Linked DNA regions of Mus musculus: regions 1 and 2 are each linked to region 3. The links are chromatin contacts, called in public HiCAR-type maps. All regions are on one chromosome and are shown on one strand. The core of a region is the stretch at or near the end of the contact, and the rest is flanking DNA. Distances in the headings are between cores, read along the strand shown. Region 1 holds the start of Itgb1 (integrin beta 1 (fibronectin receptor beta)). Region 2 has its middle 4.0 kb from the start of Gm26002. Region 3 holds the start of 2610044O15Rik8 (RIKEN cDNA 2610044O15 gene).

What was found. HiCAR-type assays count read pairs that join an accessible place to other places.
Region 1: a contact with region 3 is called in a HiCAR-type map of astrocytes, with 2.4 times the contacts expected there. The contact joins the promoter of Itgb1 here to the promoter of 2610044O15Rik8 in region 3. A contact is called at or near these places in 1 of 39 promoter capture datasets (pre-B cells), 1 of 484 Hi-C or Micro-C datasets (embryonic stem cells) and 8 of 115 datasets of contacts at active chromatin or transcription factors (the 230-238 cell line, astrocytes, bone marrow-derived dendritic cells and 5 more).
Region 2: a HiCAR-type map of astrocytes shows a contact between it and region 3, with 2.7 times the contacts expected there. The contact joins the enhancer-like site here to the promoter of 2610044O15Rik8 in region 3. A contact is called at or near these places in 2 of 39 promoter capture datasets (the 3T3-L1 cell line and stem cell-derived epiblast-like cells), 1 of 15 datasets of contacts at CTCF or cohesin (large pre-B cells), 1 of 484 Hi-C or Micro-C datasets (cortical neurons) and 10 of 115 datasets of contacts at active chromatin or transcription factors (the 230-238 cell line, the NIH/3T3 cell line, astrocytes and 5 more).

The regions. Positions count from the first base shown.
Region 1 is chr8:128,683,901-128,687,357 of GRCm38.p6, forward strand. It overlaps Itgb1 (integrin beta 1 (fibronectin receptor beta)), which reads left to right and starts at 1,754. Exons shown (of 16, transcript NM_010578.2): 1 at 1,754-2,059.
Region 2 is chr8:128,653,137-128,656,856 of GRCm38.p6, forward strand. No RefSeq gene overlaps it. Among named protein-coding and RNA genes, the nearest start is that of Gm26002, 4.0 kb to the left of the region's middle. Within about 2 kb of position 1,530, at least 341 of the 459 cell types and tissues checked have an H3K27ac peak or open chromatin away from gene starts, as enhancers often do. A contact at or near this core is called in the NIH/3T3 cell line, astrocytes, bone marrow-derived macrophages and 5 more, where this site is marked.
Region 3 is chr8:129,232,182-129,235,621 of GRCm38.p6, forward strand. It overlaps 2610044O15Rik8 (RIKEN cDNA 2610044O15 gene), which reads right to left and starts at 1,865. Exons shown (of 5, transcript NM_153780.3): 1 at 1,724-1,865. The coding sequence starts at 1,726.

The sequences.
Region 1 (3,457 bases), core at 504-3,003, 550 kb before region 3:
TTTTAAGATTTATTTATTATTATATGTAAGTACACTGTAGCTATTTTCAGACACCAGAAGAGGGCATCGGATCTCATTACGGATGGTTGTGAACCACCATGTGGTTGCTGGGATTTGAACTTAGGACCTTCAGAAGAGCAGTCAGTGCTCTTAACTGCTGAGCCCTCTCTCCAGCCCCCTACTTGATTGTTTCCTATACTTCACTCTTTTTCACGGAAAGAATTCTATTTCTACCCTTGGGTTGTTACTAAATAGCTGCAATAGCTATTGCTGGGGAGAATAACCAACAGCACAGTAAATGCTACAGTGGAGAAAGGCTTACATTTTGAAAAAGCAAGAGGCAGCTTATATTTTCTGCCAAGGTAGAACTTCAATCCTCCAGGCACAGGGTAAATGGCTGTGGGTGTAATTGGACCTCATGCTTCTGCCACTACAACTTTCTTGTTGAGATGGACTGTACCGTGTAACTGTGAGCTAAAATAAATTCTTTCATTAAGTTGCTTTGTCAGTTATTGTGCCCCAGTAGTGAGACAAGTAATTAGAACAATGTTCATGCATTTTACATAGCTAAGTAACTGCCCATCTCTTAACATTTTTATGAATTCAAGTATAGCTACATTTCTGAGCAATTATGGAACTTATTAATTTCTATTTTCTTCAAAGTTTATGACTTGTACATGTAAATTGGTATTCCTCTGACAGCTTAGGTTGAGTCCTGGGAGAGCAGCACAAACACTATTTTGTGTGTGTGTGTGTGTGTGTGTGTGTGTGTGTGTCGATCTTGTGGTAGATTGTTCCCTCCTCAAGTCACACGAATGAAAGCTCACACAGTTCAGGCCAAGCATTGATAAAGTATGTTTATAAAGCTGTTTCTTGTGCAGAGACTGGGCTAATGGTTTAACTCAAAGTGGTAAGATCAATACCTTTAAAGGCAACGAACGTCACTGAGCTTTACCGCTGGGCTGCCGATGCAGACGTAGCCTTTTAAGTTCAGTCATTTACTAATTAGAAAAACGATGCTCATTTATTAAAATTTTAGTTAAACAATACATTTGATTTGCTCATGGGCAACATATAACTTTTCCATAGTGATTAATCTTTTTTTTTTTTTTTGGCATCCCAGTTTTACTCTTCCAGAACAGAAACACTATTTCTTGGGTTCATAAACCCGGCAATGAAAGCTGTCTTTACGGCTGGGTGCCCTGCTCCTCCTGGCAGCCCACACTCTTCGGGTAAGCTGATGGCACCTGCTGTCCCACAGCTTTCAGTATGACGAGGCAAGTCCAAGTTTCAAGCTTCTCATTTAGATTTTGAGACTGGCTACTTTTCAATTCTTTTTCCAGAAAAGAGAAAGCAAGTGCGCAAACATAACATTTTTCCTTTTTGTGCTTGGCCACCCAGATAGAAAATTGAGCAAATGCGGCGCCAAGGAGCGCAGGGTGGCACAGCAAGGGTGGAGCGGGAGTCTGCAATCTTAGGGTGACGGGGCGGGTCCGAGGGCTGCCTGCAGAACACCCGATCCTTCTTGTCCCCTCAGCCCACAGAGAGGTCTGGCTCGGGATCCCAGGGACCGGACACAGACTGCGGCTGGGCTTTCCAGCCGGGCGGCCGGCGCCCTCGGTGGTTCAGCGCGGTACCCCAGGCAGAAAGGGCCGAACGACCGAGCTCCTTTGTCTGCACCCTGCCCCACCTTCCTTCTTCCTGCCGCCTCCCCCTCCTTTTCAGGCGCGGCTGACGCGGCGCGGAGGAATGCGTTTCCGGAGGGAGAGAAAAGCCGGGCAGCCCGGGAGAAAGAGCTTCGCGGCGGGGGCGGGGCGGGGCGGCTTCCTGAGGGACAGGCGGGCCGAGTCTCCGCCCACTCGCTGAAGAGCCGCCAGACCCGCGGAGCGGCCGAGGCCCGCCGACGCCACCCGAGACCAACCGAGAAGCCGAGGCCCGCCGACGCCGGCCCGAGACCCTCCGAAAGGCCGAGGTCCGCCGACACCGACCCGAGACCCTCCGAGAGGCGGAACGCGGCGGAGCCCGGGCCGCCCGCGTGTCGGGCGGACGCTGCGAAAAGGTAAGGCCGCGGGCGTGTGGACGTGCGGGCGTGGGCTCCGGGCAACTCGGGCTAACCAGGCGTGTCTCTGCGGCCTGGGCCGGGTGGAGTCCGGTTTTAGGGACCGCGGCGCTCGGCCTCGTTCGGCTGCAGCTCCCCGCCCCGCCCGGCCTTGTCCTAAGGGAGGGTCGCGAGCCCAGTCTGTCACACCGGGGCGTGGCGGGGTTCAAGGGTGGGTACGACAGGGATCTGGGTGCCGCTGACCTTAGAGGGGTTCGGTCCGTCGGTGCCCAGCGGGCGCCTTTCCCCAGCGCGGCGCGGGACCCTGGGAACCAGGCCGCAGCGCCCGTGGTCCGCGAGGCGGTGCCCACCCGGGGCCTCGTGGAGTGTGGCTGCCTACCCTTTCTCGTGCCTCCTAGTGACAGGCTGGGTTAATGACCGCGCTGATCCCGAATGCCACAGTGAATTTGAACTTTTAATTTGAAACCTAGTAATAACTAGTAATAAATTATCCTATTTCCGTTTCCTCATCTTTAAAAGAGAAAAGGAGTTCCTACACTAATTATAGTAATTCTTGTGACACGAGGGTCAGACCCAGCTCCCAGCATGTAAACTCCCAGCATGTACTGACCTCACTGCAGAACCCTGATCCTGATCCATGGTGGTATTGGGACTGCCTATCTCATTTTACAAAGGAAGAAACTGAGGTGCAGGAGTTTTAAGTAATTTGGAGAGTTCATGGGCTCACCTCCAGAGCCTATATTTGAACTTTAAGTAACCTAACTAATGTAAAATAAAGAAGGCATTTTGTGTGTGTGTGTGTATGTATATGTATGGCAAGAGGAATCCAGGGCAATGCCTCAAAAAAAAAAAAAAAAAAAAAAAAAAAGAAAAGAAAAAAAAAGAAAAGAAAAAAAAGAAAAGGACACAGTAGGTAGTGAAATGTAAAACCACAACTTAGACAACAATGCTTCATATACATTAATTACTTTTCATTGCTTTTGCTATGTTAAAAAAAATCTACAAACTTCTCAGAATGTTTTGGTAGTATTAGGAAAGTCTCCTGGATATGCCATTCCACTTGGGTATGAAGAGGATAGTATGACTTAAGGTTTTTATTTTTTAATGGTGGTTGTTGCTTGCATAGGACAGAAATAAATGTTAGATGAATTCTGATTAGATTTCTTTTTTAAATCGCACACAGCCATTACAGTAGGTCATATCCTAGATAACCTGTAGAATGGACTAAGAAATTTTAGTTTAGAGTTACCTCTTGCATACTGATGGACATCAAGGCCCGAAGGGAAGGACTGACATCAGAATCTTAATATATGATATGATATCCAAGTTTATGAGGAATTTTGATTCATTCAACCATGGTTAATGATCAGAAATGATAGAATGACAAATAGAAAACGG
Region 2 (3,720 bases), core at 280-2,779, 580 kb before region 3:
CTTGAGAGCTGCGCAGGTGTACCAGGATACTGGTGAATCCATTTTGATGGAGATATGCCCCTGCTGCCCTGATTAGCTGAAGCTGCGTGCCTGGTGAGGTGGCGTGGCCTGCTGTGCGTGGATGGGAACTGAGAGTATAAAAGAGTGAGAGGCCCAGGGTTGGGGGGGGGGGGGGAGATATAAACAAGGGAGATATATAAACAAGGGAGATATAAACAAGAAGAAACAGGACTGAATAAACGTGTGCAGAAGGATCCTGTTGCAGCATTGTTCTTCCTGGCCAGTTGAGCGCGCGCAAGACAGCTGAGCTTAAGTTTTATGTTTTCACCAATAAGGAATTCTGGAAGGGAATAGATAATGAAGGCCATGACTGTGGTGTTATAAAATGAGGCCAGGTTGGTTATAGTGCAGTAAATAATCTGTCACCTTTGCTTCTCTGCATATGTGTAGGTGCTCGTGTGTATGCACGTATATATGGGGGGCTTAGGTTGATGTTGGGGTCTCTCTCATCTTATGTTTTGAGACAGGATCTCTCACTGAACTCGAAGCTCATCAATTTGGCTAGGCTGGCTGGCCCCAGGAACCCTGTTTTCATTTCCTGTGGTTGCAGGCATCTGCCATCATACACAGCTTTACCAGGGCACTGCAGACTGAATAAAGTCCTCATGCTTGCAAGGCAAGTAAGTGCTTTTCCTGACTGAGCTGTCTCTCTGTCATGATCAACTTCTGCTTGTCAGAGTAAGGGCATATCTGGGTGGGAAGGGCAGCAGGGCTATTCTAGTGAAGAGGGAAATCAGGCTGAAAGGCCCTGTGGGAGGGCTCTACCAACCTCAGAACTGCCTTGGTTTCCCTGTCAAAGTTTTGGTTTGTTTTTGTTTTCCCCAGCACTGACTGGTGCAGGCAAGGCAAACACTACCATGGAGCTACATTCCTAGGTCTCTTTTTACACTTTTTAGTTTCAGTCTCACTAAGTAGTTCTTGTTGGCCTGGAACTCAACTCCATAGCCCAAGTTGATTGGCCTTGAATTTGCGATTCCATTGGCTCAGTCTCTACTGGGATTCCACACAGGCTTGTTTCATTGGGCCAGTTTAAGCATTTTTTTTAAAACCAAATAACCAGGAAAAGTATTTTCAAGGATGATGAGATCATTTTCAAAAGACGTCCTAGTCACACGCATTTCCTTTAAGCTTCTTGTGATTTGGTGATTCCGAATGGCCTTTGCTTTTCTGGGGTCAGTCTCACTAGGGAACAGAGGAAGCTTTAATTCCGGGACTAATTAACCAGCTGGGTTCTGCGCTACTCTCCAACATCCTGGAACTTCCTCTCTCTTGCTCCTTGTATGAGTGTGTGTGTGTGTGTGTGTGTGTGTGTGTGTGTGTGTGTGTGTGTGTGTGTGTGTGTGTGTGCAATTCCATGTTTACAGCTAAGCCACGTGACCCTGGACAAACCCTCCATCTGTGGGCCTGAGAGCCTCGCAAATACCGCTACTGGCTGAGCGGTCAGGAGGAACTAGCACACTGGCTGGAATAAGGGCGCGGCGCGGTGCTGCGATGGCAGCTTCACTACTGTGCAGCAGGCGCCTGTCAGGCTGGCTACTTCTCAGCAGTACTCAGAGCTTGCATCGCTACAGCTGCCTTAACAATAACCCTCCCAGTTGGTAACAGAGAAGACTGCAGCCAGTGTCAGAAAGTTTATGTTAGGGTGATGTCACTTTCCAGCCTTCCCGGGAAGCTAGTGGCTTATGCTAGTGAGCAGTATTACCATATATAGAAAGAAAACAGCCTGGTGGAAGGGGGATGGGAGGGGTGGGGAGACTGAACGGGAAGAGAAGAAGCAGCGGATAGAGAAGCCTGAGCCAGCTGCCATCTGTAGGAGACTGGGCCCCAGGGTCAGGAGGAAGTCAGTTCTGGGCTGAAGGCATTCTACTAACTGATAGGGGCTATGATGAAGGCAGGCTAGAAAAGGGAACCTCACAAATGTCAGCATACCCAGAAAACCCAATTGCCAGAAGGGTGGTAAACAGTTACTAAATTTTGGGAGAACTGATGCAAAAGGCTTTCCACACCTTAAAAATGAAAGGTTGACATTACTATATTTTATATTTTCTTTCCTTTTTTTTTTTTTTTAATCTTTTCCAGGGTCAAGAATGCATCCATGTCCTGGTAGGTGCTAGGCAAGTGCACTACCATGCAGCTATATGCCCAGCCTGCTTGCCCCAACCCCATATAAATAATTAGAACACTCAGCTGGAGAGTTGCTGAAGTCTATTGTAGCAAGAAGGCTAAGGTAGGAGGATCAAACATTGCAAGTTCCAGGTCAGTATGGACTACAGAGTGAGACTATCTAAAATAAAAATAATAGGAAAAGCTTATGATCTTAAACAAAATTCTCTATGACTAACATACATTGCTAAAAATTAAAAAGCAAACTCAGTTACAGGCCACACCTGAGGCAGCCTAGCTGACAGGGAGAAATCTGAATTTTGTTTGGTTTGGTTTTCGAGCCAGGGTCTGTTATAGCTCAGGCAGGTCTCAACCTCACTGTCTTGAACTTCTGAACCTCTGACTACATCTCCTAAGTGCCGTGATCATATGCAGGTTCCAAGAGGTAGAGACTTGACTACGTAACAAAGGCTCTAAAGTGTTGCTGTTTATTCCTACTGGTCATTTTTGTTAACATGGGCACACTATACACCCTCACTTTCCAGGCATAAAGTCTGCACCATCCTCTCTGGGGTTGTAGCACTCTATTCCGTGGTTATAACGTAAAGCTTTTGAACTTCTTATAAGAAATATATTCTTAGCTTTTAAATGTTTTCATCACATAATACTATTACCTGATGACCAGTATTTAAGTATATGTTGTCTATTATTACCAGATGATAATAAATATATAAGTGATTAATAGGGAGGATTTAAAATACTAACTAGAATGAGTCTATCACTTATTCTTAGGTTCCATGAAAATGGGAGAAAGGGGGCTGAGGATGTAGGTCTGGTGGTAGAGTTCTTGCCTAGTACACATGAAGCCCAAAGTTTGATCCCTAGCACCACATAAAGCAGGCACAACAGCATGTATCTGTAATCCCAGCACTCAGCGTTGGAGAAGCAAAGACAAGAGCTAAGACTCATCATCAGTCCCGTGGGGAGGAGCATCCAGCCTGGGCACAGGAGACCCCATCTCAGGAGAAGACAAGAAAAACAGAACCCTCCATCATCTGGCTTAGGCGTGTGATAGAAGCAATGACTACTATGCCTTTCATGCCCATATCTCCTAGGTTTCTGCCTGTTTCTAAGCAATCTTGAGCATGCTCAGTAAAGCACACAGACATAAAGAGTGGTCAGGGCCTCCTTGGGCCCCACACTGATTCCAACATGACCTTTCTAAAATGTAGGCCTCCCAGCTTGATGCTAAGAGGAATGGCAGGAAAAGAGCTGATTTAGTAAGAAAGGTTGATGCTCAATAACAGGATTAAGGCCTGAGTCCATGAACTTCAATCTGATCTCTCCCCCCTCTACCTTCTACTATGCAAGAATAAGGTGCTCCTTCTGCTCTTAAGGGTACAGTTACAGGGTGCCACCTTGGAAGACCTCACTGGACAACTTAACTACCTGCTCTAGACAAAAAAAAAAAAAAAAAAAAAAAAAAAAAAAAAAAAAATCTGTTTACTAATTCCCCAGTTTATAATGTTCTTTTGCAACTCGAGTTTGCCTGCCAGA
Region 3 (3,440 bases), core at 615-3,114:
AAGTTCAAGTTCAAGGCCAGCCTGGTCTACAGAGTGAGTTCCAGGACAGCCATGGCTACACACAGAAACCCTGTCTCGAAAAACCAGAAAAAAATAAAAAAGAACATTACTGACCAAGCCTACAGTGGCCTTACGACTAATAACCATAGCCCCACATGGCAGAAAGAGTTGGGTTCTGAGGATATAAATTGTCATGAAGGCCTTGGCCCCAGACCATTACCAGCTCTCCCAAGGATATTCCTGGCTTTAGAAAAGGAGCTCTATTTTATTCTCAATACATTGTAGCCATAGCAAAAGCTCCCAAGGCCTAGGCCCCAGTCCATTATTGGCTCTGCCAAGTATGTTCCTGGATTTGAGAAGGAGTTGTCATTCTTTATTCATGAGGGCTTTAGGGAAAGACTTACTTGATAAGGCTAGCCCTCCATACAACAGTGTTTCTTTCTTTCTTTCTTTCTCTCTCTCTCTCTCTCTCTCTCTCTCTCTCTCTCTATTTCTTCTTAATTGTTTTATTTATTTACATTCCAAACATTGCACCACTATCTGGTCCCCCCTCTCAGGATGTTTTACCTATTCCCCCTTCCCTTTGCCTTTGAGACCATGCTCGATCACCCCATCTCCACTCCTCTCATCCACTCACCCACCACCACCTCACCTTCCCCATTCTCCTTCCTTAGGGCATCATGTCTCTACAAGATTAGGTGTATAGTCTCCCACTCAGTACAGGCAATGCAGTCCTCTGCTACATATGTTCCTGGGACCATGGGCCAGCCCATGTATGCTCTTTGGTTGATGGCTTAGTCTTTGTGAACCACGAGGGATCTGGGTTATTTGATTCCCCTAACTCTTCCATAGGGGTCCCTGACTGGAGTCCATTGGTTTGCTGTAAGTATCTGCATCTGTCTCAGTTGCTGATAGAGCCTCTCAGAGGACAACCATGCTCGGCTCCTGTCTGCAAGCACATAGGTGTTTTTCCTTCTCAAATGGATGTCAACCAGTGTAGTCTTTCCCATGTGGCAGAACTATGCTTTTCCCAATTAGAAAATGGGGATTTCAGGCACACCAGTCCTTAATGTTGGTTGTGACTCTAATGACAGATTGAGCAGCTTGTTACAGACCTGCTTTTTGCTATGAGCATGTGCCAAGTGGCTGGTTGTACAACACAGTTGCCTCCTTTGTTATGGTTTGGAGCCAGATGTTTAGACAAACCTGGTGAGCAAACATGTGAATCCTAGCTTCCTAGTCTCTAACCGGCCTGCTTATCATACTAATCTGTGGGGTGTTTTTGATGCAGTCCTCCATCAGCTAAATGCTACTTACTGTCATTATTTCCTAAGCTTGGTAAATCCTTTACATCATCAATTCTACTCTTCTACATCTCAGCTTAATATGGGAGTGCTATCCAACACATGAGATGCCTTTTAACAGCTCTACAAAATTAACTACAAATGGATCTTACACCTAATAGATAAATGCTAAGGGCAAAACTTATATAAGATTCAAGAGAAACTAGGGCTCTCCAAGTTTGGCATCTTGCTCGTGATATTTCTACAAGCAAGCCCCTAGTCCAAATGTTTTTAGATTCAGCCCTGATACTGATGTTATTCAGAGTTCACCGCCTGTTTTAGCAAGTGAGGAGCATCCAGCCCAGAGAAGATCCACCACCTCAGCTCGCACTGCTCAGCCACCCGCCCCTGCCCATTATAGACAGTAACCCTGCGCTTACCATGTTTCAAAAACGGAGCTTACTTGAGGTCCCCTCAAAGCACCCAACAACATCGCTCAAAGCAGGATACAGAGAACCATTCAAGCCCGCACTGCCAAAACAAATTTCTAGCAAGGCAGCCGAAGAACCCGCCTCATTGTCTGACTGGCAGTTCCGCAGGGGAGCCTTGATTGGCCAGTGAGCCTTACCCCTCCTCTAGGTTAAAGTGTGCTTCCTGTCCCGGGCCAGACCTTTTACAGATCCCGGGAGTGGTTTGCATTCCGGTAGCATTTGTGTCTGTCCACCAAGTTTGGCATCTTGCTCGTGATATCTCTCGTCCCATGCAGCCCTGGAAGAGGACCCACCGTTGCAGCTCCGGCCATCCGCCTGCTTCTCCCCTTTGTGGGCAGTGATCTCACACTCACCATGTCTCAACTTCGGAGCTTGTTTGAGGTCCCCTCACAGCACCCAATCAGGACGGAAAGAACCATTCAAGCCTGCACAGCCGAAACAAACATGCAGCAAGCCACCCGGAAGAACCCTCCTCATTGTCTGACTGGCAGGTCCGCCTGGGGGCCTTGATTGGCCAGTGAGTCTTACCCCTCCTCAAGGTTAAATAGAGTTTCCAGTCCTGGGTCAGACCTTTTCCAGATCTCAGGTCTGACTTGCACTCCAGTAGCTTTTGTGCCTATCCTCCAAGCCGTGGGAGAGGACACAGCATTTCAGCTCAGGCTCTTTAGCCGCCTGCTCCTCCCCTTTGTGGGCAGTGATCCTGCACTCACCATGACCTCCTTCGTAGCTTGCTTGAACTTTCTTCACAGCACTTCCCCTTCTTGAAGGTATCTGATAGCCTGTTACTGAACTTGGAGTGCAGGTATCAATCTGGCCCACCGGTGGAAGGATGCCCAGGATATTAACATTAAAGAGGATTTTAGGAAACAAGAGTTTTGTTTTGTGGCTTCATGCTGGGCTCAGGGAAACTGCAGCTCCTTTTCACCAAAAAGGTATGAAACAACCTTGGGAGAAAACCAGAAAACATGACAAACAGTAGAGCACTATTGTTAGCCAGCACATCTTCCTCAGTGGCAAGGTGGAGAAAAACCACAGTTGTCTTAGTATAGAAAAACGTACCTCATCTCATAGGATTAATTTCTCTGTGTATGTAGAAAGGGGATTTAATAGAATGTCTTACAGACAGTGGTCCTCCTAGTCCAATAATAGCTGAGCAGATTCATTGCCAAGGGAAAGTAGAAAAATCAAGGACTTGTTGAGTTCACATTGCTTGATATCTCAGTGGATCTTGAGTACTTCCCAGAATTCTGAAGAAATAAGTACTTACTAATGCCAGTTTCAAAACAAAACAAATGAATGAATAAACAAAACACCTTGCTAAAAAATGTAGGGAAGGAAGTAGACAATTTGAAAGAACTTCCCTGTTTAATATCCAGTAAAGCCTCACTAAAAACAAATAAATATACAAGCACAGGACTTGTGTCTTATCTTCTAAATTAAACAACAACCATCTTCATACCTTCAGCTTCATTGAATTAAAATAACCACAGCAGGACTTTTTAAATTTTACTAAATCTAAAACAAACAAACAAACAAAAAAACCAGGACATGCCTGGCCAGTACTTTTAAAAGGTAGAAGGGGGATAACTACTTATGTGAAATTGTCTCCATACATACTGAGTAAGGCATTTTTTTAAAGATTTTTTTTTATGTCTATGAATATACT